Regions from separate parts of the Mus musculus genome. Here regions 1 and 2 are each linked to region 3. The links are chromatin contacts, called in public promoter capture Hi-C maps. All regions are on one chromosome and are shown on one strand. Each heading gives the region's core, a stretch centred on a gene start, on an enhancer-like site or on the middle of the called end of the contact. The rest is flanking DNA. Distances are from core to core; before and after follow the strand shown.

The links. Promoter capture Hi-C pulls out the DNA fragments that hold promoters and counts their contacts.
Region 1: a contact with region 3 is called in a promoter capture Hi-C map of liver, with 5 times the contacts expected there. The contact joins the promoter of Uba3 here to the enhancer-like site in region 3. A contact is called at or near these places in 3 of 39 promoter capture datasets (3T3-L1-derived adipocytes and liver) and 1 of 9 other capture datasets (embryonic stem cells).
Region 2: a promoter capture Hi-C map of liver shows a contact between it and region 3, with 4 times the contacts expected there. The contact joins the promoter of Tafa4 here to the enhancer-like site in region 3. A contact is called at or near these places in 9 of 39 promoter capture datasets (3T3-L1-derived adipocytes, cranial neural crest, embryonic stem cells and 6 more) and 2 of 9 other capture datasets (embryonic stem cells and liver).

Annotation. Positions count from the first base shown.
Region 1 is chr6:97,204,198-97,207,023 of GRCm38.p6, reverse strand. Uba3 (ubiquitin-like modifier activating enzyme 3) reads left to right here and starts at 1,377. Exons shown (of 18, transcript NM_011666.3): 1 at 1,377-1,491; 2 at 1,677-1,718. The coding sequence starts at 1,472.
Region 2 is chr6:97,058,986-97,061,799 of GRCm38.p6, reverse strand. It overlaps Tafa4 (TAFA chemokine like family member 4), which reads left to right and starts at 1,389. Exons shown (of 6, transcript NM_177233.5): 1 at 1,389-1,669.
Region 3 is chr6:94,998,028-95,001,131 of GRCm38.p6, reverse strand. No RefSeq gene overlaps it. Among named protein-coding and RNA genes, the nearest start is that of 4930511E03Rik, 56 kb to the right of the region's middle. Within about 2 kb of position 1,596, at least 14 of the 459 cell types and tissues checked have an H3K27ac peak or open chromatin away from gene starts, as enhancers often do. A contact at or near this core is called in 3T3-L1-derived adipocytes and liver, where this site is marked.

The DNA of each region.
Region 1 (2,826 bases), core at 128-2,627, 2.2 Mb before region 3:
TTTCTAAGGCTCAGTTTCCTCTTCTCACTGTCTGGTTATGACTGAATTTTTAGCTCAATGTGTGCTATTGATGAAAGTAGCTGGGGGATCGTAACAGATGAGCCTTCCTTAAGGTTCAATGAGAGCAGGACAAAGTAGATTGCATGCCTCAAGTGAGTAGTAGCAGCCCCCCCGTCCCCCTTTAATGAGCACCCTAGAAGCTATATCAGGGCACTTCACTGGTTTTCAAACAGTGTGTCCACAAACCACCTCTTGTGATAAAACTCAAACCTGGCATTTGTAACCTTCAAGTAATTCCAATCAAAAACCATATTTGAGAGCCACTTAAAAATTCACTTAATTTTCAATCTTAAAATCGTGAATGTTGTTATTCTCATTTTACAAATGAGGATCTGGAAATACCCAAGGGCTCACAGTTAATAGCTGAGTAGTAAGGGTTTAAATTCAGTTCAGACTTACATATTAAATTTTTTTATCTCACTTTACTAAAAGTGATATGTTTAACACAATTATTCTTTCCTTTCTTGTCTACCAGAATCAGTCATTTACATACAATATATGACTGTGAAGAATAGAGTCAAAAATTCATTCATTTATTAACACTTTCAAGTGACAGGTTATAAATAAATCTCTATACTTTTCATACCTAATCATCTATCTTATCTATCATTCATTTATTTATCTAATATATATCTTGATGTATATATGTATAACAGATTAGTTTTCTGACAGACTGGTGTGACACTGAAGTGTCACAAAGAAAATAAGACTCTTCACCCTATGTCTATTTAATGCTTTAAACTTCATGCCCATAAAAGCAAGGGTTTTGAATCTTCCTGATATATGGAAAACGGAAATTTCTTTCACCAATTTTCCCGGAGAAAAGCACTGGCATATTGGGGTGGCTATTTTAGTTTTTAAATAGAATATATGAACATTTTATGCAATTATGTGTCAACGTATAAGTGTATAAATAAGTAACATATCTAAGTTCATGTGGCATAGCAACATTATAGATGGTATAATATTAAGTAGGCACAATTAATCAAAGATTTTAAATACACTGGGAAATGCTTGCAAAGCCTAAGGGGACCTAAGCAGCCTATTTAGCCACTGCTTCCCGCTGTTCAACTAGCTTTCCCAGACGCTCCCGCCCCTCCCTCTCGTCCCCTGAAGCCGCGCCTCTAGTACTGGCTCCGCCTTCGCTCCTCCTTCTAATAGCCCAGTCTCAAAGCACTGGACCCCGCCCCTCCGCGCCTGCTCAGTTTTTCCCTCCTAAAGCCTCGGAACCCAAACCCCAGCTCCGCCTCTCCGTTTGAAGCCCCGCCCCGCCGCGCCCCCTCACTTTCTTACCTGAAGCTCCTCCCCTCCTCCCTGGCTCGGCTCTCCCTCCTTCCATTCACCTGCAGTCCCGCCCCTCCCGGGCGGACCCGCTCGGCGCGAGGGCCTCTGGGAAGAGGCGGGGAACAATATGGCGGATGGCGAGGAGCCGTAAGTATCGGGATTTTGCCGGAGCGCCGAGTTGGGCTGGGTTGTGAGAGAGCGCGGCGGTGGGCAGTCACCGCTGCCAGCCGGGGGTCCCCCAACCCCTTCCCCGTCCCCTCGCCCCCCATACCCTTGCGGCGCCCTCTTTGGAGCTTGATGCTGACCCTTCTTTTATTCTCTCTTTCTTTTAGGGAGAAGAAAAGAAGGAGAATAGAGGAGCTGCTGGCTGAGAAGTTAGTGCTGCTGGGAGGCCGGGGTCCTCTCCGGAGACCCCCGCCTCCCCCTAATCCCAGGCCTAGGGGACCAGCCGCAGCGGGCCCGAGGGTGCTGGGAGGGGGTCACCTGGAGCAGGCCGCGCGTCCTCACCCCTGACCCCGTCCCCAGCTCGAGCCACCGGCCGGCTGCTCCCTGGCTATGCTCCTGCAAAAGCCACCCGGTACTCCCCTCTTCCTCCAACCCAAATTGTCAGAGCTGTGACCTTGTGGCAAGTGAATCCAATCTAAATCTAAATGGACACGAGGCCTGTTTTGGGTCCTTGATGAACACTGAGACAATAGTACACATAAACTTTTTATGAACACTCCGTGAATCAGGAATTGTGTTAAAACTTGTCATTTTTGCAAGGTAATTGGGTCTTAAAGGACACGGCAACTCACTTGCTCTCTCATTTACCACACAACCTGTATTAAATACTTAGTTTTTTTTGATGCCGCAGACTTTAAAATTCTTTTCATATGGCCAATCCTACGTGATTCCTCTCCCCGCCCTCCGTGGGAAGGGGGAAAAAATACTCGTGTATTGGGTGTGGTGATTCATAATTTCTGTGTCAGCTCTCAGTAGTACTTTGGTCTTTTCCATGCCCCTCCCTATGGGTGAATTTCAAATGCAAGGGCTCACCCTTTCTCACCGCTTAATTCCCAACTCAGCACGAAATAACAAAGTTTGAGCGCTTGCTGTCTGCCAAGAGCAGCCCCTAAGTTCAATACCTGATGATCTCTTTACCTCATGACCATCAGAAGTAGTTGCAGTCTACAGCTGAAGTTTCTGACAGTTAAGGAATCTTCTCAAAGCTAGAGTGTGCTTGGTTATGGCGTGAGACCCAGCATTGCATCAGAACATCAGCTATGCAATGTATGTTAGTCCCTTTTGTAAACAATTGAAATCACTAATATATTTGAAGGTAGAAACTTTGGGGTTACAGGAAAGTTATCACAACCAAACATGAATGAATCTGTGGTTATAAAGTGCATTTGAGTGTTTTGTTTTGTTTTTTAGAGAAGTCCCACTTTATTAGTTGCATGTTCTCAAAGATTTCTTGATGGTAAATAAATGCCTATCTGT
Region 2 (2,814 bases), core at 140-2,639, 2.1 Mb before region 3:
TTTAACTGTACCATCATAGGAACAGGCACGCTCGCAAGGGTTGCTCATGGTTGAAAACCCTTAGGTTGGTGACAATTTAATAGCGTGACTGACTTTGCAAGGCCCCAATTTTGATAACAAAAGAGCCAGGGATTGTCACTGTTTTGCAATCAGGGAAATAATGTGGTGTGGCTTGTGTGTGTGGCAGGAGGCGTGGGAAACAAGGGCAGTGGCCTGGATGAGACCAAGCAGCAGGGAGAGAAAGTGGATATATGTGGATGCGTCTGCGGTAGATGGCTCATCATTTTAATTCAATGAAAAATAAAAGGACTGGGGGTGGGGTGGGGGGAGCTGTTAGCCAGTGGCAGAGGACAGCACGGTGACAGAGAATGGTGGTTTTCAAACTGCATGCATATAACAACCACATGGGGACTTTGAGTTTAAATGAAAATTCTGGTTCTAGGGTGGAGCCTGAAAGTCCAAAATTCTAGCCTGGTCTCAGAGAGAAGGCACGTGCTTGCTAACCGGGGTCAAATATAAGCGGTACTACTACTAATTAACTCCACAATTGTGAGCAAATTATTTAGCCTCTCTGAGCCTTAGTTTTCTCATCTATACAATGGCGGTCAGATGAGAGAAGATACTGTTTAAATGCCGCTGATTGTTGGTTACTTCTGTGAGGGAAGAGGGAAAAGCGATTGGATGGGGCTGGAAACAAGGTAGAGGTAAGGCATCAAAGAACTGGATTTTAGAGACAGGATTCAGGCTAACGGTAAACGCGCTATGTCGTCTAGATGACCTTGAACTTCTGATCCTCCTGCTAGGGTCACAGACTGCATCACTGCATCTAGTTTTATGTAGTGCTAGTGCTGGTCTCTGGCATGCTTAGGCAATGAGTCCCATTAAAACAGGTTTGTTTGTTTGTTTGTTTGTTTTTGTTTTAGAAAATCATTTAGCTATTAACCTGTGTGTCAAGTTTTCTCTTTTTCTCACGCAAAGACATTACGCATGCAGCCAGACTGCTTTTGCACACGTTAGAAGATGCCTGCTTGCAGTCTGTAGTGGGACCTCTGTGGAGGAAATGGTTTCAACTGGGAGCGGAACCCCAAATTCTCCTACCGTTTGCAGGGCTTAACTTGGCTCTCAGGTGTTCAGAAGAATCAACACCTTTCCTCCAGCACCTGCGGAGTAGTGGCCACAGCGAGGCGCTCGCTTAGGAGAGGCGCACACAGCAGTACGGTAGGGAGGTGAGGGAAGAGGGGTGGAGGGGGGGTGGGGCTCAGAGGACAGGCCCACGTGGACTGCGGGGTTTGACAAGGGCGCCAGCAATCGGGCAGTCTGGCCAATCAGCGCTGTCAGCGGCCAGCCGGGCTCCTCCTGGTCAGCTAGCTCTGGGCTGGTTTCTGCACTGCTAGCCTGGAGCCACCCTGGACGGGGCGCACTTGCTGGGCGCGCAGGGCTGTCTGCACCCTCTGGGATCTGGCTGGGACAATGTTTCTTCTTTAAGACACGGCGCTTCCCACGGTAGCTTTGGCTTCTCTTTGCAGCAGCACCGGAACTTTCCCCACTTTCGGCCGTACTAAGAGGGTGATGGGCGCAAGTCGCCAGCTGAGCATCCTTTGGTTTCAGTGCTGTGATCGGCGCTTCACTCTGGACTCCCGGATCTGACTCGGCTGCTCTTTCTAGTCTAGTAAGAATGGGCTCTGGGGTAGAGCTGGCGGGAGAAGGGGTTAGAGCAGCCTTGAACCTTATGCTTAAGCATGGTCTCCGCGAGAAGAGTGGCCTTTGGGGCTAATTTCAGTTTCACTAGTCTCGGTGTAGCTAGCCCTAGTCACTCCAGCATTTAGCAGGGAGCAGGGGGAAGTACTTGAATCAGCCGCGTGCATCCTAAAGTTAGAAGAGACACTGAGAAGGATACGACGTGCAGCTAGGGGTTATGAGTAGGGACGGCGGGCAGCAGCCACTTCCAATTTGGGAGTTCAGACTCTGGAGCCCTACTGGTGCTGAGGCAGCCACTTGATGAACTGGGGTGAGCAGTCTCAGGGCGAACACCCCAAGAGCTGGAGCTTCTGTCTGGCCACTGAGGTCTCATCCTTTTGCATCCGAGCAGGGGTCCTTACAAGTATCAGCAGGAGGAAGTAGGTGGGCTGGTTCCTGGACCTCCGACAGCTTGGGCTGACTGGGAGCGCAGGTGGTTAACAGGGAAGGGTCTTAGAGTTCTGGTGAGGCATCTCGGCTTTGTCCACCAAAGCTGCAAGCGCCTCAAAATTTATTTCCCTCTTGCTTCAGTTACATGGCCACTTGTCTCGCACCGCACCGCAGGGCGTCTTTAACCCAAGCTTGTCCTTGGAGAATTGGAAATAGAAAGCTTTATAGCCTGCACCTGGGAAGGCAGCCCAAGCCACAAGCTTCTTGCTAGTGTGTTAGTGTGTTTTTTCCCTTGAACGCTGAGTTATGAATCAGCCAGAAATATGCATATGTACAAGTTCACAGACTCTTGGAGTAGCAGCCATGTGCCAACCCCCACCGGGACTGAAGTATCCCTTTTGGTGAAGCGTACTGATCCCAGAACTCTTTTTGCTTTTAACTTTTTAATGCCCTTCCCTCCGAGAAGAGCAAAGTTAATAAGATGTGACAGGCAAAAATCCCTGCTTGGAGGCGGCCTCAGTGGGAGAGGGGGTATTTCCATTGAGTCCTTAGTCTGATATTTCCTGTAATCCTTGATACGGGGATAGCCCATCTGCTGACTCAGGCAACCAAACCTGTGCACATCAGTGACTAAGCTTCGTCAAAACATCTTTGCTACAAGCAAGCAAACAACAAACCAGCAACAAA
Region 3 (3,104 bases), core at 347-2,846:
GTACCTTATTGTGTTTGTGTTATTTAAGATCAATTCTTCTATGGGAGACAATTAAGAAGCAAGTCAAAAGGGGCAGCTGGAGTTAAGTATAAATACCAATATGACAGAAGTCAGGTATAGAAAATAAGAGAGAGCATACACATGCTGAACGCAAGAAAAAGTAGAAACTGATTTCTGTTCTTCTCAGGGACATTGCTATGTTTCTGGGGCCTGCATGCTGTCCTTCAGGAATTTTTCCCCCTCCTATTTCAGGTACCACCCATCATCTTTTGAAGAGAGAAATGTTAGCATGCCTGGACTTAACTTGGACTCAATTAACCTCCTCTAGTAAAGGGTCAGAAACCTCATCTAATAGGGTTACAAGAATGGTCAAAGCGTTCCATCTCTCTAGAAGTGAACAGGCTTGAACTGAGGCTGGGAACCAAAGAACTGGTCGACCAGTTGTCTTTGAAATCTGACTTCTCAGTGGCAGAGGTGAGGTTCACATGCTACCGAGTACCAAAGAAATGAGTTGAATGTGCTGAGCAATACACCCAGCATTTGCTCAGCTCCTTACTGGGCACTTAATATAACTACCTCATTTAATCCTTGAGTAATTCTGAAGGTAGCTATTTACATTCCCTGTTTTATACATCAGGAATTGAAGGTCAGGAAAATGACAGCCTGCTGTTACAAAAGCAGAAACTAGCCATTTACCAATTGAACTCACTACTGTGGACCCAGAATAAGGAGACTCGGTCCCCAGCTTTGCTACTTTTAAACTGGATTGCTTTGAATGCTTCGTTTGATCTCTCAGTTCTTTTTGCAAAACAGAGCTTTCTTCTTTCAAAGTTATCATGAATGTATAATGAGTTAATATTGCTAAAGAGCATTTATCTGAGCCTAGCTTGAACTGGGCATCACATTGTTTGAAGCCTGGTCTATTTGACCCAAAGTCCAGCACCATCTTGCTTAAGCTCTTCTGCATCACTCTTAGATCTGTTTCCCAAAATGTGGCCTGAGAATGTGTTTGTTGCACAGGTCTTCCAGAATCCCAAGGCAAGGTTTCCTGGGAAAGACAAAGCAGCTGTCTCTGGAGAAATCTTTATGAGAGGGGAAGGTAGAGGAAAAAAACGAGATTCCAGACAAAGCCTCCCTCAGGCATAAACCTCTCTACTAGGGAATTAGGAGGCAGAAACTCACTATGCTACGATTTTGTCTCACTGATGCTGGCGGGCCAGGCTTTTGTATCTTCACATCTCTGGTTTTTAGAAAGCCCAGCTGCAAAGAAAGTGCTCAAGGCTAAAGGGGCAAGACAGAAACAGTAGCTCTGGGGCAGTTCTTAAAGACTTCAGCAGCTGAACTGGGGAAACAGGCTTGTAGGACCTAGGCCAGCCCTTGAGATAAGAATCAGCACTTTCCTACCGTCCCTGGGTATTTTCACATTAGAACTTGAGACATTCTTACAAAGAAGGCTACAGCACGTGTGTGTGTGTGTGTGTGTGTATGTGTGTGTGTGTGTGTGTGTGTTTGTGTGTGTGTGTCCATGGTGAGGGCAGCAAGAACTGGGGAAATGGCTTGTCACACTGTATGTGCAGTCCACATACACACATCGATGAATGTTTGCTCTCTCTCTGTTCAGTTTCAGAGCTCAGCCCGTGGAATAGTGCCACCTCTTTTTAGGGTACCAAAGTAATTTCACCTCCTGTCAAGTTGACAAGATTAACCACCATAGGAATCAAGAAATGCTGTGTCTTAAATACGACAAACAGGGAAACAAGAAGCTGTCAATATGATTTAATGGGGGCTAAACTTTGTGGATTTTTCCAGAGTGACAGTCCCCATTGGCTCACTGAACCATGCAAGTCAGACTTGCCACGTGCCTGCAGAGCACGTGTTCTCTAGGGGCCAGCTCTGACCTGCTGCCAAGCGGCAGGCAATGAACCTCACAAATATTTGTATTCATTTTATTGGAGGTCCAGCTATTCTGACACTGAGCCAATAGACGCCTACAAAATGCCCTGGAAAGGAAAAAAAAAATCCAATTTCAACTTCCAATCTGGGAAACTTTATAGCCAAAGCAGGTGGTCAGTATTTTTGGATCATTACGTTCATGAGGTCTGCCTTTGTATTTTAATTGATTGCTATAAGGGAGGTGAATTCATAAGCCACTAGTATGTTCTGCCTGCCTTTCATACTTCAGTGTGACTCAAGTAATGAGATTATGTGTTAGAGTCTTGTCTTCTAATGACCCAGAATGCCCTTGTGCTACACCCATGTTTGTGGGAGTGTGGTCCGAGAAACAAAAATTTGCTATTCTTTTCCCTTTGGTAAAATGGAACTGTATAACTATTCCCAGCCTAGGAAATGCGTATGGAAGTAAGAACCAACATCTAAGAACCAGGGCTAGTCTCCATTCTCCTCACTGCTGTTGTGACCTGAAGCCACCTGTTTCCATGAAGAGAGCCTGATTCCCTAACTGAACAGAGCAAATCCTCATTGACTTGCCTTTGACCTTGCAGGAGTGAACGATTCTGTTTGCTGAACCATGAGGAGGTATTATCCTAGAGCTACTAACCCCAACTATTACAACATTAGCAACCAAGGCCATGGGAGTTTCTTAGCTGAAATAGTAAGTCTAAAGACTGGAGAGATGGCTTAACAGTTAAAACACTAGCTGCTTTTCCAGAAGACGAGGGTGAACCCAATTCCTAGCACCTACATGGTGTCTCACAACTAACTATAAATTCAGTGCTAAGGGATCCAGTGCTCTTTCTGGCCTCCTCAGACACCACTGCATACACGGTGCATGGCCATACATGCCAGCAAAACAGGGCCATGCATGCTCCCTCCCTCTTCCCCTCCACCTCCACCTCTCCTCCCCCTCTGCCTCCTCTCTCTCTCTCTCTCTCTCTCTCTCTCTCTCTCTCTCTCTCTCTCCTTCTCTCTCTCTCTCTCTCTCCCTCCCTCCTTCCCTCCCTCTTCCCCCCCCCTCCGCTTTCCCTCTCCCTCCCTCTCTGCCTCCCCCCTCTCTCTCTCCTTCTCTCTCTCTCTCTCTCTCTCTCACACACACACACACACCCAAATAATTAAAACTATTTGAAACTACATTACACTAGTCTAAG